Regions from separate parts of the Mus musculus genome. Here region 2 is linked to region 1. A link is a contact called in public promoter capture Hi-C data. All regions are on one chromosome and are shown on one strand. Each heading gives the region's core, a stretch centred on a gene start, on an enhancer-like site or on the middle of the called end of the contact. The rest is flanking DNA. Distances are from core to core; before and after follow the strand shown. Region 1 holds the start of Ihh (Indian hedgehog). Region 2 holds the start of Speg (SPEG complex locus).

Region 1 (6,883 bases), core at 758-3,257:
TGAAGATGTGTGCACTTCAAGAGGCACCCTGTGGAGGTTTACCTGTTGCAAACCTCCTATTTGTAATAGGAGCTTTATCTAAATAGCAAAATTTCCACAGTTACTTCTTTATTCCTCTGAGCATAGGTTGCTGGTGGTAGTGGCAGTGGCTCTGTGTGTGTGTGTTCATGCACACATACACACACACACATACACAAGCACACTGAGGATTGAACCCAGGTCCTCACACATGCTAGGTACCTGTTTATGTCTGAAATACATGCTTTCATGCCCAACAATTATTTCTCTCGTTTTTTTTCTTTTACCAATTTTTTACAATTGCAAGCTCTGAAAAATAACCCTGAGATTACTTTACATGCTAGGCTACATCTAGAAATTGAGCCCAAAGACTTGGGAGTTTCATTTGGTGGAATATCCCTGTGTTCCTAGCAGACATCATTCCAGGCCATCCAGGGCTACATAGTGAGACTTTGTCTAAGAGGTAGAGGTGAGAGGCTGGAGAATGTCTATACTCCAAAGCTATCTTTTTCTCAGGACACAATGGTGCTTTGAGATCTGAATCCCGAGCAAGGCAGTAGTGGCACCTTGTAAGTGCGCGTAAACCCTGCACGTGAGAAGCAGAGTTAGGAAGGCCAGTAGCTCAAGGCCATCCTCAACTCTGTGGCAAGGGATCAGCCTGGCTACCTGAGAGCCTCTTTCAAATACATGAGCAAAACAAATGACTTGAACTTCAAATATAGATCATCACGGTTTCCTTTGGTAGAGGAAGGTGCACGCGCACGTGTGTGTGTGTGTGTGTGTGTGTGTGTGTAGCATCATGATTTCTCTAGCATGTCTAGCATGGTGGTACTACTCCCCTGCCATCCCAGCACTCCGGAAATGGAAGCAAGAGAATCCAGAGCTCAAGGCTAGCCTGGACTCCGTAGGTGAGAGACTCCATCTGTAAAGAAAGGAAGGGGTTGAGGGTGAGGGTGAGGGAGGAAGATTGAGCTTTCTAATTATAACTTTATTAAATTTGTGGAACCCGTCGCAAACAGCACAAGATTTGACATTGTGGTGGTGATCTGTGCCCGTTAACACACTTGCGTCTTCTGGTTTGGGCAGTATAGATTATAATTCATCTGCCTTCCTGGATGTTCTATTAAAGTGCACAACCCTCATTCGCTTCCCGGGCAGTCTCTGCAGAGTCCGTGGCTTCTAACACTTCTGAAGTAGGACGAGGAGGAGCGAGTGATTCCCAGGCAGTGCCCGTCTGCAGGTGGATTGGGATCCGTTTGTTTGTTTGCTTGTTTGTTTGTTTGTTGTTTATGCAGCACGCTCAGTGCTCTTCCCTCTCTGTGGATGTCCCCACTTCAGGCTGTTATTCTGTATGGCCTTTCTCCCTTGTTTTTAACAGTGTTTCCAGTCCTATTTGACTCCTGACAAGGCTACATTGCCTCCACCCGCATCCCCTAGTTCTGTACTGGGCAGTATAGGGTCCCCAGCTGTGCACCAGGTCAATACAGAACCCTGCTCCTCCAAGCTGAGAAAGGGAATGTTGCCAGGGCCAGGGTGGGGCACCAGGTTATGAATGACCTCCAGCTTTCGGGTTTGCTTCTCCGCAGGGGACACCGTAGGCGGTTGTGCGGTCCGGCCACTACCCCCCTCTTGCGTCCGGCTGCGACGTGGGTTGCGGTCTCCGTGGGGGTGGCATCTCCTGTCCAGGAGATTTGCGCCTGGTGGGGCTCCCAGGAGCCGCAAGGAACGGGAAGGAGAGACCAGGGTGGGGTGAGGCCCGTCAGGAGGACAATCGCAGGCAGCGCAGGGGGCGCAAAGGGCAGCGGGCGGGTGGACGCGCGGCTGAGGAGCGCGCGGGACAGGGCTGGCTAGCCTTGGGGCCGCCCGCCGGAGGGGGAGGAGGCTGTGCTGCCCTTGCTGCAGGTTCGCTGTCGAGCGCGCAGGAGGCAGGGACATGGATAGGGTGCGGTCTGCGCGGGTCCCGAGCCCGGATCTCTTCCATTTCCCCTCTCACTCGACCCCGGGCTGCGCCGCAGACGGCAGCAGCTCCCGCTCTGCCCGAGCCGCCTGACCGCCGGGCCGGGGTGCTAACCGCGGGTCCCTTCAGTCCGCCGGCCGGGCCAGCCCAGCCCAGCCCGCCGGCCCTCAGCCCCGCCGCCCGCCGCCCCCCGCCGTCGCCGCGTTGCCAAAACAAACGGGCCGGCCTATTTATTGGCGGCCGGCGAGCCGGGCAGCTCAGAGTCGAGGCGCCGAGGGGGACAGCACGCCGCCACCAGCCAGGGCCCCGGGCCCCCGCCCCGCACCTGAGTCCCGTCGGCCTTGAGCCGCGTCGCGCTGCCCATGGCGCCCCCGCATGGAGTCCCCAAGAGCCACCCAGACGCCTGAGTCCCCGAAGCTGTCCCAGCCACGCGCCCACCTATCAGCCCACCAGGCGCCCTCGCCCGCTGCTCTCCCGGGCTACCCGGCCATGTCTCCCGCCTGGCTCCGGCCCCGACTGCGGTTCTGTCTGTTCCTGCTGCTGCTGCTTCTGGTGCCGGCGGCGCGGGGCTGCGGGCCGGGCCGGGTGGTGGGCAGCCGCCGGAGGCCGCCTCGCAAGCTCGTGCCTCTTGCCTACAAGCAGTTCAGCCCCAACGTGCCGGAGAAGACCCTGGGCGCCAGCGGGCGCTACGAAGGCAAGATCGCGCGCAGCTCTGAGCGCTTCAAAGAGCTCACCCCCAACTACAATCCCGACATCATCTTCAAGGACGAGGAGAACACGGGTGCCGACCGCCTCATGACCCAGGTGAGCGCGATCGGTCCTCCCAGCGCGCCATCGAAGCATCGCCACCTGCCCGGCCCTATCCTCTCTTCTAGCACCTTTTTTCTCGACTGCCTGGCACGCCCCCTGGCACCTGCCCTTCTTGTGAATCCCGGGTGTCTTTCTGCCCAAGATGGGCTGGCCAAGGAACCCCGCGGGAGTGTTAGCATCCGGGATCCCGCCCGGTGTCTTTGAGAGGAGCTTTCTGCCGCTGCCAAGCCCCGCAGGTTGGCGGGCGGCCCCTCTGCCCGCGAGTGCTGGCAGCTCAGGTCAAATCTGGAACTTGAAGGTACCTGGACCTGGCTGCCTCTTGTGCCTCCGGGAACCACGAAATCCCTCTCGGCCTAACATTTCTCACAGCCCAGCCCTGGTCATTACGAAGCCGTTTGGCATCCCTGAGGCGAAGAAGCTCAGGACACCGGGGACCCCGTGGCCTTCCCTTCCCTTGTGCCCTTGGTTAGCTGCGCTGCCCTCTCCTGGAGCAGCGACTTGGCTGGTTCTGGGCTTAAGGAATAGCAGGGGAAAGAAAGTCGAATGTGGAGACAGAGGTAGGAAAGGGAACCAGCCGAGGGAGCCCACGTGTCTGTCGCGAGGGCTGAGCGGCGCGGTTGCGGTTAAAGGGTGGGGTGCTGGAGCCTTCAGGCTCTGAGACCAAGCTTGGGGAATCCTTGAGCTTGGTAGCACGGACAAGAAAGATTGGAAATAGGAGTAGGGATGCCTAGGAAGGCAGGGAGCAGAGCTGACACTAACTTATCTCTGCATGCACGGAGCAGGACCCAACTCCACCAGACATCAAGGACACACACTTCTTTCTCCGAAGTCTGGTGTGCCTTGGGAAAGATACACACCCCTTTCCGCTAGGGTCTATCGGCTCTTCCCCTGTTAGAAGACTGCCTTTAGGAAGAGCAGCTTAACCACGGCCTTCAGCATGCGCCCTGGCGCCGGGGCCGGCCGGCCGATGTCGGGGCCGAAGGTTGGCCGGTGGCCGGGCCGGGCTGGGCGCCGAGGAATGCAGATAAGGATCCGGGCCACAGGCTGGGCAATCATTGACAGCGAGGGCCCAGGCTCTGTACCCGAAGGAGGGGGTAGAGGGGAAGAGTCAGGCGGCAGCTGGCTAGTGAGGTTTAAGAACTCGATCACAGGGATCTAGAAGGAGCTACCAGAACCGAGCTACACCCCCGGGCGGTGGGGGTGAGGGCAGTGAGCACCCTCAAGCCAGGCTGCACAGTATGGATTTAGTCACTGTTGGCTCTTGAGGTTAAGTCCAAGGGTCTGTAAGGGCCTAGGCTCTGTGGGGGCAGAGGTAGGTTGATAGATACTTGGCGGGATCTCACACCTTACCTAGGTGTTAAAGACTAGTGGAGGGCTCCTTCCTCGTAGGTGGAAACTCCACCCCCTTCCTTCAGTCAAGTGCACGGTCCCTTGGGCAAAGGACAGGGATTCATGAATAGGCAGCCACTGATGATCCCCCTAGGGTGTCGCTGTTCAAGGAAGATCCAAGGATTCAGGGCCAGTTTCTTGAGATCATAGGCTCGGTTATTTCTCCATCCTTTCCTAAATAGGGACACTACACCCTGGTGGAGGTGGGAGAGTTTACAGGTCCCTTCTAGGGGGTCTCCCTGTGTCCAAGTCAGAGAGGAGGGGGACTGGCTCTCTGCCTGAGGTGTCTCCAGCTAAGCATAGGCAGGTGTGGGTTCAAAAGAAGGTTCCAACGGGAACGTTTCGTGTCACTTGCTGGCGGAATCTAAGAAGAACTAGAAATTTCTACCAACCCTCACCCCCACCCCCAGATCCGGGCCGCTGTTGGGTCTGCACCTGCCGTACTGGCAGGGCTCGGTGTCTGGTGGCCTCAGCTCTGAGGCTGCGGTGACACCTACTGGGCACCTTTGGCCTTGCATGCCCAGCAGGCCAGCCCGCAGGCTGTTAAAATTTCCTCCCTCGTGACAGACAACCCACCTTGATGCCTAGGTAAAACCGAGCAACCGGGCCCTGGAAAAGCATAGCTACCCTTGTGGCGAATCCAAACGCCAAGCAAGTGACAGGGAGCCAAGTGGATCTCCACAGACTGGAGAAGAGTCCCCTGAGAGTTCATGACTCCATGCGTCCTCCAGATCCGTGGCGCCACTGTGTGGCCTAGGTCCCTGGGGACTCAAAGCTGCTAGACTGGGAGAACACATTTAGAGTCCTCTACTCCTAAGGGAAAAGGGCAGAGGTCCTTCCAAGTTTTCCAAGTCCCATGAGTGCTGTCGAATCTTCTGTCACCTGCTCCCCACCGGGTGGCTTCCTTTCCCTAACTTCGAACTTCGTTCCCCTCCACAGCGCTGCAAGGACCGTCTGAACTCACTGGCCATCTCTGTCATGAACCAGTGGCCTGGTGTGAAACTGCGGGTGACCGAAGGCTGGGATGAAGATGGCCATCACTCAGAGGAGTCTTTACACTATGAGGGCCGCGCGGTGGATATCACCACCTCAGACCGTGACCGAAATAAGTATGGACTGCTGGCGCGCTTAGCAGTGGAGGCCGGCTTCGACTGGGTGTATTACGAGTCCAAGGCCCACGTGCATTGCTCTGTCAAGTCTGGTGAGCCGCTGCTGCCGGGGGGCTGGGCCCGGGGCCGGGGCCGCAGGGAGTGGGCAGGCAGCGCAAAGCCCGCTAGGGCCAAGGAGAAGATGGCCTCCGGGGGATGGAGGCGGGGACCCGAGGGAAGAGGATTTCCGAGGCGGCGGCGGCGGCGGCGGCGGCAGCGCTCCCTGCAGCTGCTTTGGACTGCTTGCTCCTCCCATGTCCGGTAGTGTCCCGGCAGGAGCCTAGAGAGACAGGGCCTATTTCCCGAACCACTGAGTGCTGACCTGGTGGTCCACAGCCCAGAGACTGCCACAGGAAGTGCAAGACAGAACAAGTTGAAGAGATGAAGGAAGCCAGGTTGGCAGGCACCACTGTCCCCGATCCAGGCCCATGCAGAACAAGGCATGATGGGGCTAGGGGCCAGAGTGTGTCTAGACATCAGAGTGCCCGACCAGAAGCCTAGAGTTTCAGAATCTACCACGCAAATGCAGGTCAGGCCTCCCAGAGGGGCGCAGGCGTCCCCAATCTCCTCCCCAGAGCCCCAAAGCTGGACATTTTGGAGGTAAATGGACTCAATAAAGTGGATTTTTCCCAGATTGGCCGCCTTGTTGATCAGAACTGGCAGGCACTGGAGCCTTGCCCCTCATCCCCAGTCTCACCAGTGTCCCTGTCACTTACACTTAACCCACTCACAAATGCTTCACATGGTTCTGTGGGTCCCACTCGACTGCACACCCCCTCTACATAGGACTATATAGTAGTTGCACTCAAAGACTGGCACACTAGACTTTTTTGGGGGGGTATTTTTGATTCCCCCGGGTTTCACAAGGGTGATCCTACCTACTACCCCCACCCACAACCTGACCCTTCCAACTGTGTGTACCTAAAATCATACCCACTTCATCTATAAACACCGGTCCAAAGGTCAGCTCGCCAAGTGGCCCATCCTGTTCATTACTCCTGACTCCAAACGCTGACCTCCATTCCACCATCTGACGCCACTATGTCCGCCCCCGCCCCCCCCCCCCCCCGCATAAGGGACCAACATATGAACTGAAAATGATGGGCTTTGTCCTTGTCGTTGCCCCACCCCCTGAGCACTCGATCTGGGGATGCTTCAGGAGCCTGTTTTTTCCACGGGTCAGCTCTGTCACAGTCCTTAGAATGCCACTCTGGGAGGGCCATTTCTTGGAGGTATTTGATCAAGTGGTAGAACAGACCCTAGCAAAGCTAAGCCAGCTTCTCTATTTCCACAAGGCTCTCTTGGGTTCAGGTCACAGTAGCAGCTTTGCTGACCTCCAGCCTCTGGAATTCACGACAGAATCTAGTGGGGACATCATCTGGTGCTCCAGCCCCTGTGTGTTCCTCTCAGTGGCTAGGGTTTGGGCTAGAGAGAAGAAGGGCAGAGGATCAAGCTATGGGTTGGTGGTGGGTTATCAAAGAGTGGGGTATAGTGATGGGGGGTATCTGAAAGCAAGAGAAGCTCTCCTGGGTTAGGGTACTAGGGGCGGGACACTGTGTCT
Region 2 (6,883 bases), core at 1,774-4,273, 420 kb before region 1:
GCTCAGCTTCCCTGGACCCAGAGCTGTCACTGAGCAGGGACAGGAGGGATGGGCAATAGAAGGGGCAGAAGACAGACTCCTCTAGTTAACTCTCCATCATCACCAAAGCCACCCCTCACCCCGTGGCAGAACTCTTCTGCAACCTGGTAGCTGTACAGTCGGACATGTTCTCAAAGGAGACATGCCTCAGCCCGTTTCTCTCTTCCTGTCTAAGGTGAATGTCAGAGACTTGAAACCCAGCCCCACAGCACTCGAGGTCTCTTCACTCTGAGCCCTTCACCCCTGATGTTCACCAAAACGGCCCCAGCCAGGAGACTGTACCCCTGTGTCCAGGTGTAGCCAGTCCATGCTTAGCTATGCCTAGCTATGCCTAGCTATGCCACCCTGATCAAAAGCAGCACGGAAACAGCCTTGCTGGGGGTCTGAGGGGCTGCCTGAATCTCCACAGAGGACAAGTCAGGCCAAGTCACTAGTAGCTAATTCTATGACCCCACTCCTCTCCTTCCCTCCCTCCATCTCTCCCTCTCTTAGAACATCTTGAGCAGTAGAAAAGCCCAAGATCACCAACCAAACAAGATGCTCAGTCCTGACAGGCCATAACCATCCCTTACCTCAGGCAGACCTTCCTCCTCTCTGGTCCGCACTGTTCTCACCTGGACAAGGAAGCATTTGGAGCTTCGGGTCTCAGTGGACCTGTCCAACAGCTAACAAGCACCATGTCCACCATTTTCTTCCACTGTCCCTTCCTTTCCTGACCTCATCTCTCTTTCCTCTCAATTGTATTCTTCTTATCTACCTTAATCTTTAAGTTATAGTTCGTTTTCAGCTTCTTTTACTACAGACTACAGAGAGATGAAAAGCTACGAGAATCTGCTTCTTCAGCTCAGAAAGCTCAGAATTTTTCCAGAACCTGACCCAGCCCCTGGGCCAGGTTAAAGTCGTCTGTACTGACTGCTTCTAGGCCAATTGGAAGCTGCCCTGGGTCATCTGTAGGCCAGGCCTGAGCTCTGGGACCACAAGAAGACTGTAGGAAATGGGCAGGGTGACGCTGGGGAGAGAAGACACTGATAGAGACAATGCCCCCCTTCCATCTCCTATTGCATTCCAACGCAACCTTCATTCCCCTCCACCTGCCAAGGTCTTTTATCCCTGGACTTCCTCCCCAGATCTCAAAGATTGACCCTTATATTGTACCATGGAATGGAATGAGATGTCTCTCTAGAAAATGACCAAGGGCTGGAGAGATGGCTCAGTCAGTTAAGAGCACTGACTGCTCTTCCAGGGGTCCTGAGTTCAATTCCCAGCAACCACATGGTGGCTCACAACCATCTGATGCACTCTTCTGGTGAGTGTCTGAAGACAGCTACAGTATAATATAAATAAAAATAAATTTAAAAGAAAAAGAAAATGATCAAAACAGCCCCCCTACCCCCTAGCCCTTTGCCATCTCCCCTAAATGAAACCTACTCCCTCAGAGTTCCATTTTTTTCAAAGTTTGGTAGGTCCAAGACTGTTTTTAGTTTAGAGAACCGTTTGGCTCAGAAACTGAACAAAACCCCCACATTGACCCCAGGACAATCTAGCTGGTCTGACATCCCCACCAGCTCCAACAGGACCAACTACAAGACCGAGGCTCCTGCTCCTCCTCTTCTGCCTCAGTCTATCAGCCTAGAATCCCATCTTCCCAAGAGCCAAGGCACCAGCCCAAAGCATCCCCCTTCCGTGTCCTCTGAACACTCATATGGAAACCTCAATAGAGATACATGATTCACAGGCTTTCAACACTAGCCACATCTACCCTAGGGCTGTGTGTTTGTATTAACCCCATGAGAGTCCAGAGCCTCCCACAACTCAGAATGCCTCAAACACACACACACACACACACACACACACACACACACACACACACACACACACACACGGATTCTCAAACAGCCACTTCTCACATCTGGGTCCTGCTCATACACATCTGACCCCTTCTGCTTTGCCTAGTTCTGACCACACCATTCTTGTCCCAGTGTTGATCATGAAGAGAGAAGGTCTAGCCATAGCCATCTCCTCCCACATGGTCTGGAACAGGAGAACTGGCCTGTCTTTAAGACAACACACACACATACTGAGAGGGGCTGGTCACCAGGTCTCAAGTCTGTCACTGGAGCAGACGAGGGCATTTCTCTCCAGAAGGTTTCTCTCTATTGGATTAGGAGAGTTTTTGCACTATTGACCGAGAGGTCTGTGTGGGTCTCAGGCTAGACCCACCAACTGCTGACCGTTGACCTCTGACCTTCTTATGAGAAGCATCTCTATCTACCTTGATACACTCTCCTGCCTTTCCCTGTTGATCTGCCCTTCAGAAGGGGCCCATCAGGGAAAACGGGACACCTGGGAAGATGGTGAGGGACTGCAACCTGCATCGCATGGCCTGGGCAGCTGTCTCTACCCCTTGTGACCCCAGCCCTGCCAGGTAGGCCCCACCTCCGCATTACCTCTGACCTCCAGCACTGTGAGCACTGCCTCACAGGAGGCCTGGCCCCGCTCATTCTGGGCGCTGCAGCTGTACACGCCGGCGTCCTGAGCCCCGCAGCTCCGCAGCCACAGGCAGCTGGGCTCTGGGGCCGGTGGAGGCAGGAGCTGCCCATCCCGGAACCAGCTGAGGCTAGGCTGGGGTGTCCCGCTCACTACTACCCGCAGCCTTACATCACTGCCCGCACACACCGCCGCGTTCTTCAGGGGCCGCAGGAAGACCGGCGCCCCGGCCCCATCCCCGGTGACGAGGACCCCTCTGCCGGCCCCCACCTTGGCTCTCTTCGGGGGCACCCCGGGGCTAGGAGGTGCCCTCGTGCCGGCGTCCTCGCCTCGCGTGCCCCGGGCTTTCTGCATGGCCTCTGCGAGCTGGACTAGAGGGGCAGGGGACGCTAGAATTGGGAGGCCAGGGGGACGCCCTAGGGGGTATGGTGCCTTAAGAGATGAGTCCTATGGGGCCGGCGGCCGGCCTTCCTGCTGCCCGCCCGCTTTCGGCCTGTGCAGAAGGTCACCAGGGCGGCCGGCGATTGCGCCTCAGGGACTATTTTTAGGGCCCCCGGCTCGGGTTGCGAATGAGCAGTGGAGGGAGGGGGCAGCAGAGGAGGGGATTTGGACTCCATGTGGCTCCTCTCTCTCCCAGTGCCCCCATCGCCAGAGCTGGCCTAAAAGAATCTCCTCCCCCACGGTGTGTCGCCCCCTTCCCCGCCCCCAGCTTGTGAAATCTGGGGGAGTCGAATTACCCCTGGGCTTAGGCCCGCTTCCTTTCTTCGGGCCCCAGCGCCCTAGTCTCACTAGGCTGGTTGGAGAGGAAGAGGAAAGGTCCAGAGATGAGAGGCACATGGAGAGACAGGCCCCAGTGGAGGTGAGCAGACCGGACCAATGGCCTCTCCCAGCACCTCCGTAACAGCTGGTAAGCACCAAGACCCAAAGCCTGGAGTTCTGGTGGATTTTCAGCTCCCAGCAGGTCCTGTGCTCACTACACCACCACCCTACTACCTTCACCAGCCAGGTGACCCCTAACCCTCTCTCAATTTGCCTTCACCTATAGAAAGGGAAGTTGGCTAGGATTGCAATCAGCAATAATAGCCTCAAGGGGAGACACGGATGGCATGAGGACAACGCGGTAAAAGAGGGGTTTGGAAGGCTTGAAGTGTGAATGAGGACAACAGGTTGGGTTGGTGAGGATTCCATTCTCCAGGCAGGGAGCGCTGTGCCTGATTTCAAGCCTGGGGGATTTCTTTGCCCAACTTGTGGAGGTTGGATACACACACATGGGGTAAATGCAGGGGTGTCCAGGCCACTCGACATAGGTTGCAGTCCCTCACCGTCTTCCCAGGTGCCCACTTTTCTCAGCTGTGCTCACTCTGAAGGACAGATCAACAGGGAAAGGCAGGGAAAGAATCAAGGTGACAGAGGCTTTGCACGTGAAGGTTGGAGGTCAAAGGTCAGCCAGGGACCCACACAGACTTCTTGGATGATAGCGCAGAAGCTCTTCTTTCCCGTAGAGAGAAGTCCCTGGGGGATGGACACACACACACACACACGCACACACACACATGCGCACGCGCGCACACACACACACACACACACACACGCACACACAAGCACGCATGTACACACAGGCACATGAATGCATATAAAACTGTTAAATCTGATGATCTGGATATTCCATCCCAAAGTCACTTTCTTAGTAGTCATACAAGATGTCACCACTGGGAAATGACCACAGGATCTATCTATCTCTTCTTTGTTATATCTGACAACTGCATATACAGAATATGAATTTACATTTCAAGGGACTTTCATAGGATTCCTGAGGTCATCAGTTCCATTTGCACACACACACACACACACACACACACACACACACACACACACACACCTTTACAGATCTAGAACTGACCTTGAGCTAAGGGATAAACATTAGGAAAGGCTGAAAGCCAGGGTCATTCAGAGATGAAGAGAGTATTCTTGATTTTTTTTTTTTTTTTTGGTTGGTTAAATAAAAGAACCACATTCATTCTGGGATACTTAAGTCAAAATGTGCATGCGTGTGTGTGTGTGTGTGTGTGTGTGTGTGTGTGTGTGTGTGTGTGTGTGTGTGTGCTTGAGAGCATGGGCATGCATTCCCAGGTGCACAGTACAGAAGAAACAATTTAAACACTGAATTATGTCCATAAAGATTAAGAGCCTTAGGGGATGTCTTTTCATGTAGTTTGCATACATTAAAGCTGACTCTTTGTGATGTGCAGGCCTCCGGTTTTTGACAAATGCATGAAATTGTGTATTTTCCACCCCAGGAACATTCAAAGCAGTTCCATCACCCTAAATATTCACGTGTGCATCCTCTTTGGAGTCAGCCACACCTTGTCTACCAGTCCCTGGCAACCGCCAATGATGAATTGAATTCTACAATGTAAGTTGAATTCTAAAAAGGTTTAAAAAAAAAATGTGGGAGAAGGCATAAGACTCAGAACACCAAGAACAAAGGAAGAGCTACTGTTTTGTTTTTAAGCTCACAGTCAGGCTGAGGAGGGACTCCATGGTAAATTGCTCATTGTGCAAGCAGGAGGGCCAGTATTTGGGTCCCCAGAAGCCACATAAAAAATCCTGGTGGGTAACCTCAGTGTTCAGGAGCAGAGACGGATGAATGCTAGAGGCTTCTGGCCAGGTAGCCAGCCTACCTGAGTTAGAATGTTCCAGACTCGGTGAATGATCCTGTCTTAAAGTCTAAGTTGAAGAGCAATAGAGAAGAGACTCCACATCAACTTCCGGCCTCTACATATGCATGCATGGGTGGGTACACCAGCACACCTCCCCCTATTAACTCTCTCTCTCTCTCTCTCTCTCTCTCTCTCTCTCTCTCTCTCACACACACACACACACACACACACACACACACAAAGCTCATCACGCAAAACCATTTAAATAACATTGTGCCTCACCATCACAGGGAATGCAGCGGAGGGTCTGGAAATGTTGGCTCATTGACAAGTTGGTGGGTTAAATAAATGAACCATGTGCCCTTGAACAAATCACTTAGCATCTCTGAACCTCAGTTTCCTCATCTATGCATGGGAGTAGCCACACATGGGGTGCATCTGTTCTTTCAGCAAACATTCTTGAGTTCGTCCTATGAGGCTGGCACCATTTCATTGACCAGGAACAGAGCCACGAGCAACACAGACATAGAGGCCAGTCCCTGGGGATGCTTATACTGGAGAAGACAGACATTTGACAGAGCAAAAAAGAAAGTGTAAGGACAGAGACAGAGAGAAATACTTTAGTGTAGATGACTCAGCAAGTGCTGGGGGTTACAAATGTGGTAGGGGTGTACTTTAAGATAGGGTGGTTGGGGCTGGAGAGATGGCTCAGCAGTTAAGAGCACAGACTTCTCTTCCAGAGGTCCTGAGTTCAATTCCTAGCAACCACATGGTGGCTCACAACCATCTGTAATAGGACCCAATTCCCTCTTCTGGTGTGTGTCTGAAGACAGCTGCGGTGTATTCATACACATTAAATAAATAAATAAATCTTTAAAAAAAAAAAAAAAAGAAAGAAAGAAAGATAGGGTGGTTGGATCAGTGTGGTGGTACATGCCAGTAATCCCAGCATTGAGGCAGGAAGATTGGGAGTTTGAGATCAGTCTTAGCTATACAGTGAAGGCCTGTCTCTAAAATAAATTAAACAGCAAGCAAACAAATAAAATTAAAAACCAAAACAGGGTGACTGGAGTCGCCTCCACAGCAACTCTAGAGCCAGTCTTAAAGGGATGAGGAAGGGATGAACACACAGGACCATTTCAGCCCATGTGGGATGCACCTGGCGGAAGCTGGGGAGAGCCAGAAGGCCAGCCAGGCTAGGAGGATGAACACAGCATCAGGGTAAAATGGATCGGATAGTTTGCAAAGGCCAGATGGCCCAGCATCTCTCAGGTCGCGGTGCTTTCATTCTCAGCGACATGGGGAGGCATCTCTGGATTCTGAGGAGAAGCATTACACGGTCTGACCTATGTTGTGATGGTATTAAATTATATTAAATATTAAAACAAATATTAACTATTTAAAAGGCCCTGGCATGGAGCCTGGAACCCGGCTTGTATGCTGCTTACTATGTCCATTCAGAGGTATACCTTGACTTGCTCCCAAGGGTTTATGGGCATGGGATAAAGGCTCAGACCCCTGCTGGTGGCTGGCGCCCTCTCCTGGACTAGGCGGGACCAGCGGACAACTGGAAAGGTCAGGCTGCTGCCAGGCCAGTTGCTCAAGACAGTTGGCTCTAAGGTGTTTGTCCCTCAGCCTGGGGCTCATGGTGCCCTGTATTCTGGCTCCAGGCTGGGTGTGTGTGCTGCCGGTTGCCC

The links. Capture Hi-C pulls out chosen DNA fragments and counts their contacts.
Region 2: a contact with region 1 is called in a promoter capture Hi-C map of liver, with 2.0 times the contacts expected there. The contact joins the promoter of Speg here to the promoter of Ihh in region 1. A contact is called at or near these places in 5 of 39 promoter capture datasets (HPC-7-derived erythroid cells, cranial neural crest, embryonic stem cells and 1 more), 3 of 484 Hi-C or Micro-C datasets (all in embryonic stem cells), 1 of 115 datasets of contacts at active chromatin or transcription factors (embryonic stem cells) and 2 of 9 other capture datasets (adipose tissue and liver).

What each region holds. Positions count from the first base shown.
Region 1 is chr1:74,946,796-74,953,678 of GRCm38.p6, reverse strand. Ihh (Indian hedgehog) reads left to right here and starts at 2,007. Exons shown (of 3, transcript NM_010544.3): 1 at 2,007-2,779; 2 at 5,114-5,375. The coding sequence starts at 2,465.
Region 2 is chr1:75,371,437-75,378,319 of GRCm38.p6, reverse strand. It overlaps Speg (SPEG complex locus), which reads right to left and starts at 3,023. Exons shown (of 41, transcript NM_007463.4): 1 at 2,487-3,023. The coding sequence starts at 2,880. It overlaps Gm15179 (predicted gene 15179), which reads left to right and starts at 3,305. Exons shown (of 4, transcript NR_037976.1): 1 at 3,305-3,433; 2 at 4,824-4,939.